Regions from separate parts of the Hordeum vulgare genome. Here region 1 is linked to region 2. Evidence: chromatin contacts called from public Hi-C data. All regions are on one chromosome and are shown on one strand. The core of a region is the stretch at or near the end of the contact, and the rest is flanking DNA. Distances in the headings are between cores, read along the strand shown. Region 1 has its middle 56 kb from the start of LOC123440473. Region 2 holds the start of LOC123444795 (polypyrimidine tract-binding protein homolog 3-like).

Evidence for each region. A called contact is a pair of places that touch in the nucleus more often than the background predicts.
Region 1: a Hi-C map of seedling shows a contact between it and region 2, with 6 times the contacts expected there. The contact joins the enhancer-like site here to the promoter of LOC123444795 in region 2. A contact is called at or near these places in 2 of 6 Hi-C or Micro-C datasets (leaf and seedling) and 1 of 1 datasets of contacts at active chromatin or transcription factors (embryo).

Annotation. Positions count from the first base shown.
Region 1 is chr3H:537,325,533-537,330,244 of MorexV3_pseudomolecules_assembly, reverse strand. No RefSeq gene overlaps it. Among protein-coding and RNA genes, the nearest start is that of LOC123440473, 56 kb to the left of the region's middle. Within about 2 kb of position 1,749, at least 2 of the 3 cell types and tissues checked have open chromatin away from gene starts, as enhancers often do. A contact at or near this core is called in leaf and seedling, where this site is marked.
Region 2 is chr3H:537,118,178-537,123,149 of MorexV3_pseudomolecules_assembly, reverse strand. LOC123444795 (polypyrimidine tract-binding protein homolog 3-like) reads left to right here and starts at 1,852. Exons shown (of 15, transcript XM_045121643.1): 1 at 1,852-2,004; 2 at 2,126-2,204; 3 at 2,322-2,393; 4 at 2,500-2,576; 5 at 2,871-2,952; 6 at 3,485-3,614; 7 at 3,862-3,926; 8 at 4,027-4,076; 9 at 4,159-4,200; 10 at 4,392-4,443; 11 at 4,652-4,700; 12 at 4,803-4,816. The coding sequence starts at 2,148.

The DNA of each region.
Region 1 (4,712 bases), core at 500-2,999, 210 kb before region 2:
AGGCCAAAAGCAAACTCACCCACCATCGGGTGCTAGGTCGCCTAACCCGTCGACCTACTCGCCCACACACACCCCACACATCCCTTGAGAAATCGCCTAAGCTGACCGAAACGAACTCGCCCGCCACTCGGTGCTTGGTCGCCTAACCCGTTGATCTATTCGCCTACACACACCCCAAAACCCTTGAAAAATCGCCTAAGCATGCCAAAAGCAAACTTGCCCACCATAGGGTGCTAGGTCGCCTAACCCGTCGACCTACTCGCCCACACAAACGGCCACACCCTTTGAGAAATCGCCCAAGCCGGCCGAAACGAACTCGCCCGCCACTCGGTTCTAGGTCGCCTAACCCGCCGACCTACTCGCCCACACACACCCACACACCCCTTGAGAAATCGCCTAAGCCGGCCGAAACGAACTTGCCCGCCACTCGGTGCTCGGTCGCCTAACCCGTCGACTTATTCTCCTACACACACCCCACACCCCTTGAAAAATCGCCTAAGCAGGCCAAAAGCAAACTCGCCCACCATAGGGTGCTAGGTCGCCTAACCCGTTGACTTACTCGCCCACACAAACGCCCACACCCTTTGAGAAATCGCCCAAGCTGTCCGAAACGAACTCGTCTGCCACTCGGTGCTAGGTCGCCTAACCCGCCGACCTACTCACCTACACACACACACACACACACTTTGAAAAATCGCCTAAGTTGGCCGAAACGAACTCGCCCACCATCAGGTGCTAGGTCGCCTAACCCGTAGGCCTACTCGCATACACACACACCCCCACACACCCCTTGAGAAATCACCTAAGCCAGCCGAAACGAACTCGCCCGCCACCCGATGCTCGGAAACCTAACCCTCCGACCTATTCGCCTACACACACCCCACCCCCTTGAAAAATCGCCTAAGCAAGCCAAAAGCAAACTCGCCCATCACCGGTGCTAGGTCGCCTAACGCGTCGACCTACTTGCCCACACACACACCAACACCCTTGAGAGATCGCCCAAGCCGGCCGAAACAAACTCGCCCGCCACTCGGTGCTAGGTCGCCTAACCGTCCGACCTACTTACCTACACACACACGCGCACGCGCACACACACACACCTTGAAAAACCGCCTAGGCTGAAACGAACTTGCCCATCAGCGGGTGCTAGGTCGCCTAACCCGTCGGCCTACTCGCCTACACACAGACCCACACGCCTTGAGAAATTGTCTAAGACGATCGAAATGAACTTGCCCACCACCTGATACTAGGTCGCCTAACCCGTCGACCTACTTGCCTACACACACCTTGAAAAATCGCTTGACCCGCTGACCAGGTTCAACATTCAGATCCAAAATTAAAGCCTCTGACCAGGTTCAACATTCAGGTCCAAAATTAAAGTTGCAAGCACATGGGGTGTACAGTAGAGTTTTTTTTTGCAAACTACACAAGAGATCTTGCTTGTTTTCTTGTACAAAAATAGAATGGAGGAACCTTACCTGGTCTGGCGTCGCTGGCAAATTGTTTTGTAAACGTTTCTTCTTATACCAGATATGTTGCCGGATCATACACAAATCTAACGGAGTTTTCTGTTTTTTTGCTTTTCTTCATTTGATGTTTTGCCTGGATTCCTACTATTATTGGTGGACACGAAGCTCCCCTCCCCAATCTAGGCCATGGCCTCCAACGGTGGCTGGGGAGAAAAGTGGGGAGGAGAGGGGAGAGAGTTACAGGGGGATTAAGAGGGAGAAATTGGGTTTCGGTTGGAAGGTTACGGTGGGACATGGTCACGTGCGCGTGGGGGTGGAGGGGACTGCCGCGGGGGTGGAGGGGACTGCACGTGGCCTGCCTAATATGGACGGCCGCTACATCTTGTCGTACAGCGCGCGCGCGTTACGTAGTAGCGCCCTTTGCACTTTTGCAGGCTGATATGTTTATGGAAAGACAGTGGACAATAGAGTAGACAGTAAGTTATTTGAGTTCAACCACATGTCTAGGTAGCATACATGCATGAATGAACAAACAAATACATCATCGTGGACAGATAGTCGCAGATAAAGAGTAGAACTAAGTGAAGTAGAACATGCCTAAGTAACATACGTGCTTGTTAGCATTCTGGATGATAGGCTTTTGATCTTCACGTCTTGTCGTTACTTTCTTCATCAGAAGAGAGAACGACTGTTTCGTCCAAGGTGGTTGCCACACATGTACTTTTTCTTAAATTCTTTCTTTACTGGATGCTCTATTTCCTCAAGCCCTAGGAGCAGGCATTCTTCGTCGCAGCGGGTGATGCTGAATTGGCATAACATCCAAAACATAAAAAACCATGGAACAAACACTATGGTTATTAAATGTTTCATCGTCATGAGTATACGATAAATATTTTAGGACTTCAACAAATGCTCAACTACTGCTCCATTATACGTGTCACCGAAGAGATCTTATTTAGGGGAGCAAAGCTTACATGAATGAAACAAATCTGCCATAAAATAAAACAAAAGCATGTCTGCTCCTACCTTATAGGATACCAATAACCTAGAAACTCTATGAATCACTCATTAAGTATATGGTGTACAGGGAAAAAGGACAATGCATGAAACTCTTAGTATGATATAGATCACCTTCAGAGTTTTGACCACTAAGCAGGAAAAAAAGAGCACGCCATACATGACCTAGCCTCTACTCGGCTTGGTGTCCTCACTCTGTCTCTTCGGCAAATCTTCGGCAAATCTGTGTCAAATTGTTTGAGTGTCTTTACAAACTTGAGCTATTATCTGAGTTGATCTTACCGATGGCCTGAAAGGGAATTTGAATTTGTACAAAATTGACAACAACATGAACTTTAAATCTGAAATATTATTAGATGCATGTCTGAAACACAACCAAGGAGAAATATATTTCCCCATGAATAACTCATATATCTATGAAAAGTAGACATATTGAATATGCATGTTAGATAACCAAGAGAGGAAAGATAGCGTCCAACAAATTTCAGCAGAATACATTTGCAATGGATATTTAGCGTAAAAACTGATCTGGCACAAAATATAAACATTGAACATCTAATTTATCAGGTCGATTAGTTTTTAAGTTCTCACCTCATTGTCCACTGCAAAATGTGCCATGTAAAAAGTAAATTCCAATGCTGCAAAAAATATGAGATCAGCCTTTTCTTGCTAGTAAGAAACAAAAAATAATCAAATTGATCAAGATTGTACCAAATCAATAAATTTCATTGAAACCACACAAGGAAACACATATGCGCAAAACCGTATTTATCTAGAATACTGAAATCTGCTATGGTTAATTGAGATTAATGATTGTGAAATTCATCTGAAAAATAATACAACACTATAATGGACAGCATATCAAAACATGATTTGGGAGTATATCAAAAGATACATATATACCTTTTGCATAACCAAAAAATTTTCTAGGAAAAAAAACATGAACGATAAATTAGAAAATTCACTGTACCTTTTTTTTAAGGAAAGGGGTTTCCCCCTGCCCCATCTTTATTAAAATGAAGCAAACACAAGTCTTCTACAGCCAACAATTCACTGTACCTAAGAAAAGTAATGATTGGGAACTTGATTTCCCCACACCGGCATTAACAAAAACAACTAATCAGAAAAGAAAAGACATGGAAGTATAATTTTTTTGTACAGACACACTTCACAAAGGTGAACTCAAAACAAAGTAGCAAGTCAGCTCTAGGATCTTCTAATTTGTTGGTCATGATTTACACACCTCACAAGACCAAAGAAACTGAAACTGAATCCTCCTGTTGGTTTTGAAAAATGCAGTTCTCTGAAATGATTTATTATGTTGCATCACTGTACTACTCTGACCGTAAAGAAGTTGTTCTCTGAAACTCACAGGACAATCTTAGGGAAATTGTTCAGATGACAGTAGCGGCAGTACTTTACTGGGAGGAGTATTGCTACAACGGCAGAGTGAAACAAATCTTCAGTTTTTGCAATGTACATAGTTCTTTTAAGCTGACATGGTGTCCCAAGCACAATGATTTTTGATGGCTCTCTGAGTAGCACAACACAACACCGTCTAAACCCTTGGTGCTGTTATGCTAGAGTATACAAAAATTCTTCTGATATTTTATTTGAACTTGTATCTTGTGGATCCCGAAAAGACGGGTTCAAATTTACAAATATGCTCCTGTTGAAAAGTTTCTGTACCAGCCTCTGATTCTTCACTATCGCAAGTTGCACATGTAGTCAGTTTGGTACACACGCCCTATCTAACACTGTTTAAAGATTATGCGTTGATGCACTTGCTAGCTCAACGATATTGACGGATACAACGTAAACTCTAGCAGACCGCAGTTCAGGTTATGCTGCAATTTAGTCGAGCATAGGGCAGGATCAAGTTTATCATCATCCATCAAAAACTGTAGTTCCTACATCAGAAAAGAAGTACCTTCAAGGTGTCAGACTTTAGTCCGACATTCAGGCTGGCATGTAGCGATTTCCTTATGACCTCTAAGAGCACCTGTGTAATATTCAGAGCCAGAACCAACAAAATCAAAGAACAACCTCCAGTTGATTATTGCACATAAAGAAACAATCAAATAATACACACACACACACAGAGAGAGATGGCGTTGAGTGCCTGACATGCAGCATGGAGCGAGCCAAGCCAGCGAGCTCAGGTGGGAGCCGCCCGAGGCAGTCCAGGCGCATGACTCTGTCGAGCAGGTGGAGGGTAGCTAGAGT
Region 2 (4,972 bases), core at 603-3,102:
CGATGGAGACGTATCAATGAACCACAGAGATCCAATGGTCTCCAACTTGTGGCTTGCGATCTTTCTTTATTTCTCTCCATGCTTCAATTTAGAGTCTTTTTGATTTGCGGTTACTCGAGTATGGAGCATCGAACTCAGCCCTCAGCGGGCTTTTAATTTTCATATGATCTTCTGGATGCATCAACAGAGGCACTACATCATTTGGCAGTTGCTGGTGAAGAACATAATAATAACCTAGTTAGCAATGTAATCAACATCATTTATGTAATAGTAGAGCGTACTTAATTAGGAAACTCTTACCAAGATATTTCGGAAATGTCACCCACCCTCAACCTATGCACTAGTGGCATGTAAAATGTATAATTTTGGTCAATTTCCAAATTATACGGGAAGTTATCCCTACAAACCAGGACACCAACAAGAAAGTAGAGAAGAACATCCTTCTCCTCCCAAGTTAGATGTGATCTATACGTGTAGTGTGTCGTGTCAATTAATTTCCATAATTCACTCGAAGAAACGAAATAAGCAGTAAATTATAATTTAACAAATTTAGTATATGGATGAACACCAAGTATTTCTAAATATGGAATGCAAATTACTTGACAAATATGGTTGAGGAACTCACATGGAGGTAAAACAGGAAACATATCGACAACCACCCGAATGTCGATGTTGCCTCGCATATTATCTTCGGGACAAAGATCGAAGGTTATTTGCGTACCATCCTGAAATCCATATGCACTGCAAAGATCTTCCCAATTTGGACATCCTATTTTGGTGTTAAAAATTAAATTAATTACTTTGATCACAAATGTGTGACCATGTATAGTCCTCAGGTTAACTCTCCCCGTCTCCATACTCTCGTGGTCTTCGAAACCGAGCCTCTCCAACACATATCTTCTTGCATGGCAAGGGAAGAACTAGTCGAATTGTATAAAACAAAAATTACACGTTGAAGCAAAGAAACAAAAGTCATGCATGTTTAATTACGAAAAAACCTTGTCATCGTTGCGTACCATATAAACTTTGAAGGCCTCGTCAAGCTTCATGCTGAAGAACCTGTCGTCTCGTAGGTAAGCGTGTCGCACATACCCCGATAGTCGCCGTAATATTCACACTCCTAATATTCATCGTCATATATTTCATGTTTTAATGTGGTAATTTAACTTATAATCCGTTGAACATGTTTGTAAATGCGTAAACAACAACCGTGACACATATACCCTAATGTTACTTTCTGTGGCGGTAGGGGTCGGGTCAATGCAGACAACGTCATTTGACCCTGATGATCCGACGATGCCATCTGCGTTGATCCGACCTCTACCGATACAACGAGTGACGGTAAGGCTATGTACAATAATGTTATCTTAGAAGTGACCCATAGGATAAATGATGACGTGAAGGAAAGAGAACTCACAAGAAAAAGTTTGTCTTCTCATATAAGAGAAGACAATGGATGATCTTTTAACACAATATGTGTGACCATGTTTTTAGAAATAACTAGTTATTGAAGATAAAACTAAAAGATCATTCATTGTAAGTCTTTTTTGTCATCTCTAAATAAATGCAAGATTTAAAATAAAAATATCTTATCAATTATTGTACATGCTCTAAGATGTACTCCGTATATGCTTATCACCATATCACCACGGGGGGTGACGATAGAGAAAAAATGGTCAGATCCATTTTTATTTCTGCAAATAAGGTCGGATCGGGCTAAAGTTAGTAAAAATGGTAAAAAAAAACGTGAATTTGGCCCAAAGGCACAGGACCCTTGCTTCCACGAGCGCGTGCGTACAGCCGTCAAAGCCTGTCGGTCTCTCCTCTCGGGCTCGCCCCCGTCAAACAGAAACAGGCGTGCGCTCCTCACCTAATCCCAAATCCCGAACAAATCCGGCTCCTCTGAAATCCCCGGTTCTCCATCCGTCCATCCCTCTCCCCTTTCCTCCCCCTCGTCTAAACCCTAGATCCTCCGCCCAACTGCTAAAACCCTAGCAGACGAAGGTACCGCTCCTCCCCGCCCCCTCCCGCGCTCGCCTCCTGGGCTGTACGGATCGAGCCAGCTCGCTTCTCGAACCCTAGTGGACTAATCTGTTATTGCTGTTGTTTTGCTGCGCGCGATTAGAGTTGCTGTGTCGGGGGCAAGGATGGCCGAGCCCTCCAGGGTGATCCACATCCGGAACGTCGGGCATGAGATCTCCGAGGCGAGTGAATCCCGGCCCCTTTTTTTCTGTAGAGCTGTTCGGCGGAATTTCTCGCCCGGATTGTTCCGTTGTCCGGTTCAAAGCCTGATCTTTTCGGCCTTCTCGTTGTGTATGCAGACTGACCTGCTCCAGGTGGTGCAGCCGTTTGGCGCGGTCGCCAAGGTCGTCATGCTGCGTGCCAAGAATCAGGTGACCTCTCGGCCTCGTCCGTTCTCACGAGTTTCAGTTGTTAGGTGGATGCGCGTTTGCAGTTTTGTATGATTGTAATGTGGCGTTTGTGCCACTGCCACTGCAGGCCCTTGTCCAGATGGAGGACCTTTCTTCCTCAATTAGCGCCATCCAGTACTACACTACTATTCAACCTAGCGTGAGGTAATCTTCTTCTTGGACCTGACGTGGTTGCATCGTAGGGATTTCCTACCTCTTGGTGGTTCAGTGTCAGCCGTTTTCTTTCTGTAGAGCTACTTTTTGAATTATTATGTTCTCTGTGTTGTGATTATCCACAATGGCAGAGAGTTGCGTCATTTGTGATTTGGATTGTGAGAGGTTAAAGTTGCATTGTCTTGCTTAATGTTGTTATATACTTCCATTAATTTTTTACAAATCTAATAGTGAAGTTGATTTCCATGCCATTATGTGACGTTTACCATGCTCCTTCCATATCAGGGGAAGAAATGTGTACTTGCAGTATTCTTCTCATCAAGAATTGAATACTGATCAGAGCTCTCATGGACGGAATCCTGATCAGGTACATAATTATCCAGATGCAATTTGGGTTCCACACTATTAGCATGATTTGTTTTCTATAGGTTATCGGCAGTTTTGTGTATTTATGTATTCTATGATCTCTGCATGTAAACATATTGCCGTGTTTTCATTCCTTCTGTTTAGAGCGTGGGTTGCTCTTTTTCTAATGTAACATAGTGGGATCTTTCCATGAATTAGGTGCTAGGTTGCTCAAATCTATTTTTATTGTTCGGGCCTTCCATAGTGTGCTGCTAAAAAATATATTTTCTCGTGCCAGCAACCATGTATACTATTATAGATTAATTAATACATTAAAACTAAAGTAAAATACTAAGTCATTAAACATAAAATTTATTAACTTTTCATACTGTTGTTTTTTCACCTGCCTTTTCATCATTTGCTGTAGCTTACTAATTTAGTTTACATGATCTCTCTACTCTCTTCTATTCCAACTAGATACCTATTCTTCTCTATTCATTCTTCTCTCTCTCTCCTCTATTCTTTCTCGGTACTCGTCTGCTGCTGGGCCTCAGGATGAACCCAACCGAATTCTCTTAGTTACCGTTCATCATATGCTCTATCCTATGACCGTCGAAGTGCTTCATCAAGTGTTTTCTCCTTATGGATTTGTGGAGAAGATTGTCACATTTCAAAAGACAGCTGGTCAGATTCTTCCCGTCTCTAATTCTCAGTTCTCACTCTCGTATTGCATGCATGCTTATTTTCTTCATAGATAGATATCACGCAATCGATGTGTTTTTCATGTTGCTTTCAACTGCATTTTTTTTAAATAGCCATTTCCTAGTATAGTAGCACATATCCCTTTCCACTAGAAATATCGATAAGTTACCACATGTTGAATAAAAGGACTCGTGTTTGCTATTACAGTACTCATTTTTTGGTTATGTAGGCTTTCAAACCCTTATACAGTTCCAGTCACGGCAGAGTGCAATACAAGCAGCTGGTGCTTTGCATGTAAGTCTCCTGTTGCATATACAACTTTCAGAATTTGATGTCCGTATGCCTTTGCTATGAATATGAATCTCTTGACATCCACCAAACTAAATAATTTCAGGGACGAAACATTTATGATGGTTGCTGCCAGCTAGATATTCAGTACTCAAAGTATGTCCTCAAGCAGTTCCCTTGTTTTTTTTTTTGGTAACATTTTACTCCTGAGCCTTATCTTGTTTTCTTGAATTCCCAGTCTCAGTGAGTTGCAAGTTCACTACAACAATGATAGATCTAGGTAAGATGATTTAATTTTTATAAGTTCCGCTTGGTTTATTTTTATTAGTTTGGTTGAACAGCTAGCAGAAGTTGCTTTCATCCATGATAGATTTCAGCACATTATGGTTTCTCAAGTGTACATTGTATGTAATTACTCATTTATTTTATTCATAGATTTTGAAAGCCACTTCTTTATGTTTTTTTCCTCAGAGATTTCACAAATCCATCTTTGCCCACGGAGCAACGTCCAAGGTCCTCTCAGGTAGTTTACTCCTCTTTGTGTTATCTTCTACTCCCTCCGTCCCAAAATAAATGTCTTTGTACTAGCTCTTGTACAAAGTTATACTAAGGTTAAGACATTTATTTTGGGACGGAGGGAGTACTACTCTAATGTTTGTTGCATTTTAGTTTGGATCATTTAGTGGCCAAGCTAAGTATTAAGCCTCTCTTTTATCTATTATTCTGAACAGCTTGGTTATAATGATCCTAGTGGCCTTTTTGGTTTCCAACAGCCTGGAGGTAAGACATTGTAACTTTCCTTCACATTTTTCATTACTCACTTTTGTCGTCTTATAACAAATATATTAACTTCTTTCCTTTGATCTTCTTTCTGGGATACAGCTGCATATGGACAGGTCTGTATTATTTGAAATCGTCCCAATTCTGCACTCTGTCTGTTACTCCCTCCGTTCCTAAATATATGTCTTTTAGAGATTTTAGTACGGACCCTATATACATCCGTATGTAGTCCGTAAAAAGACCTATATTTAGAAATGGGGGAAGTAGTTTTT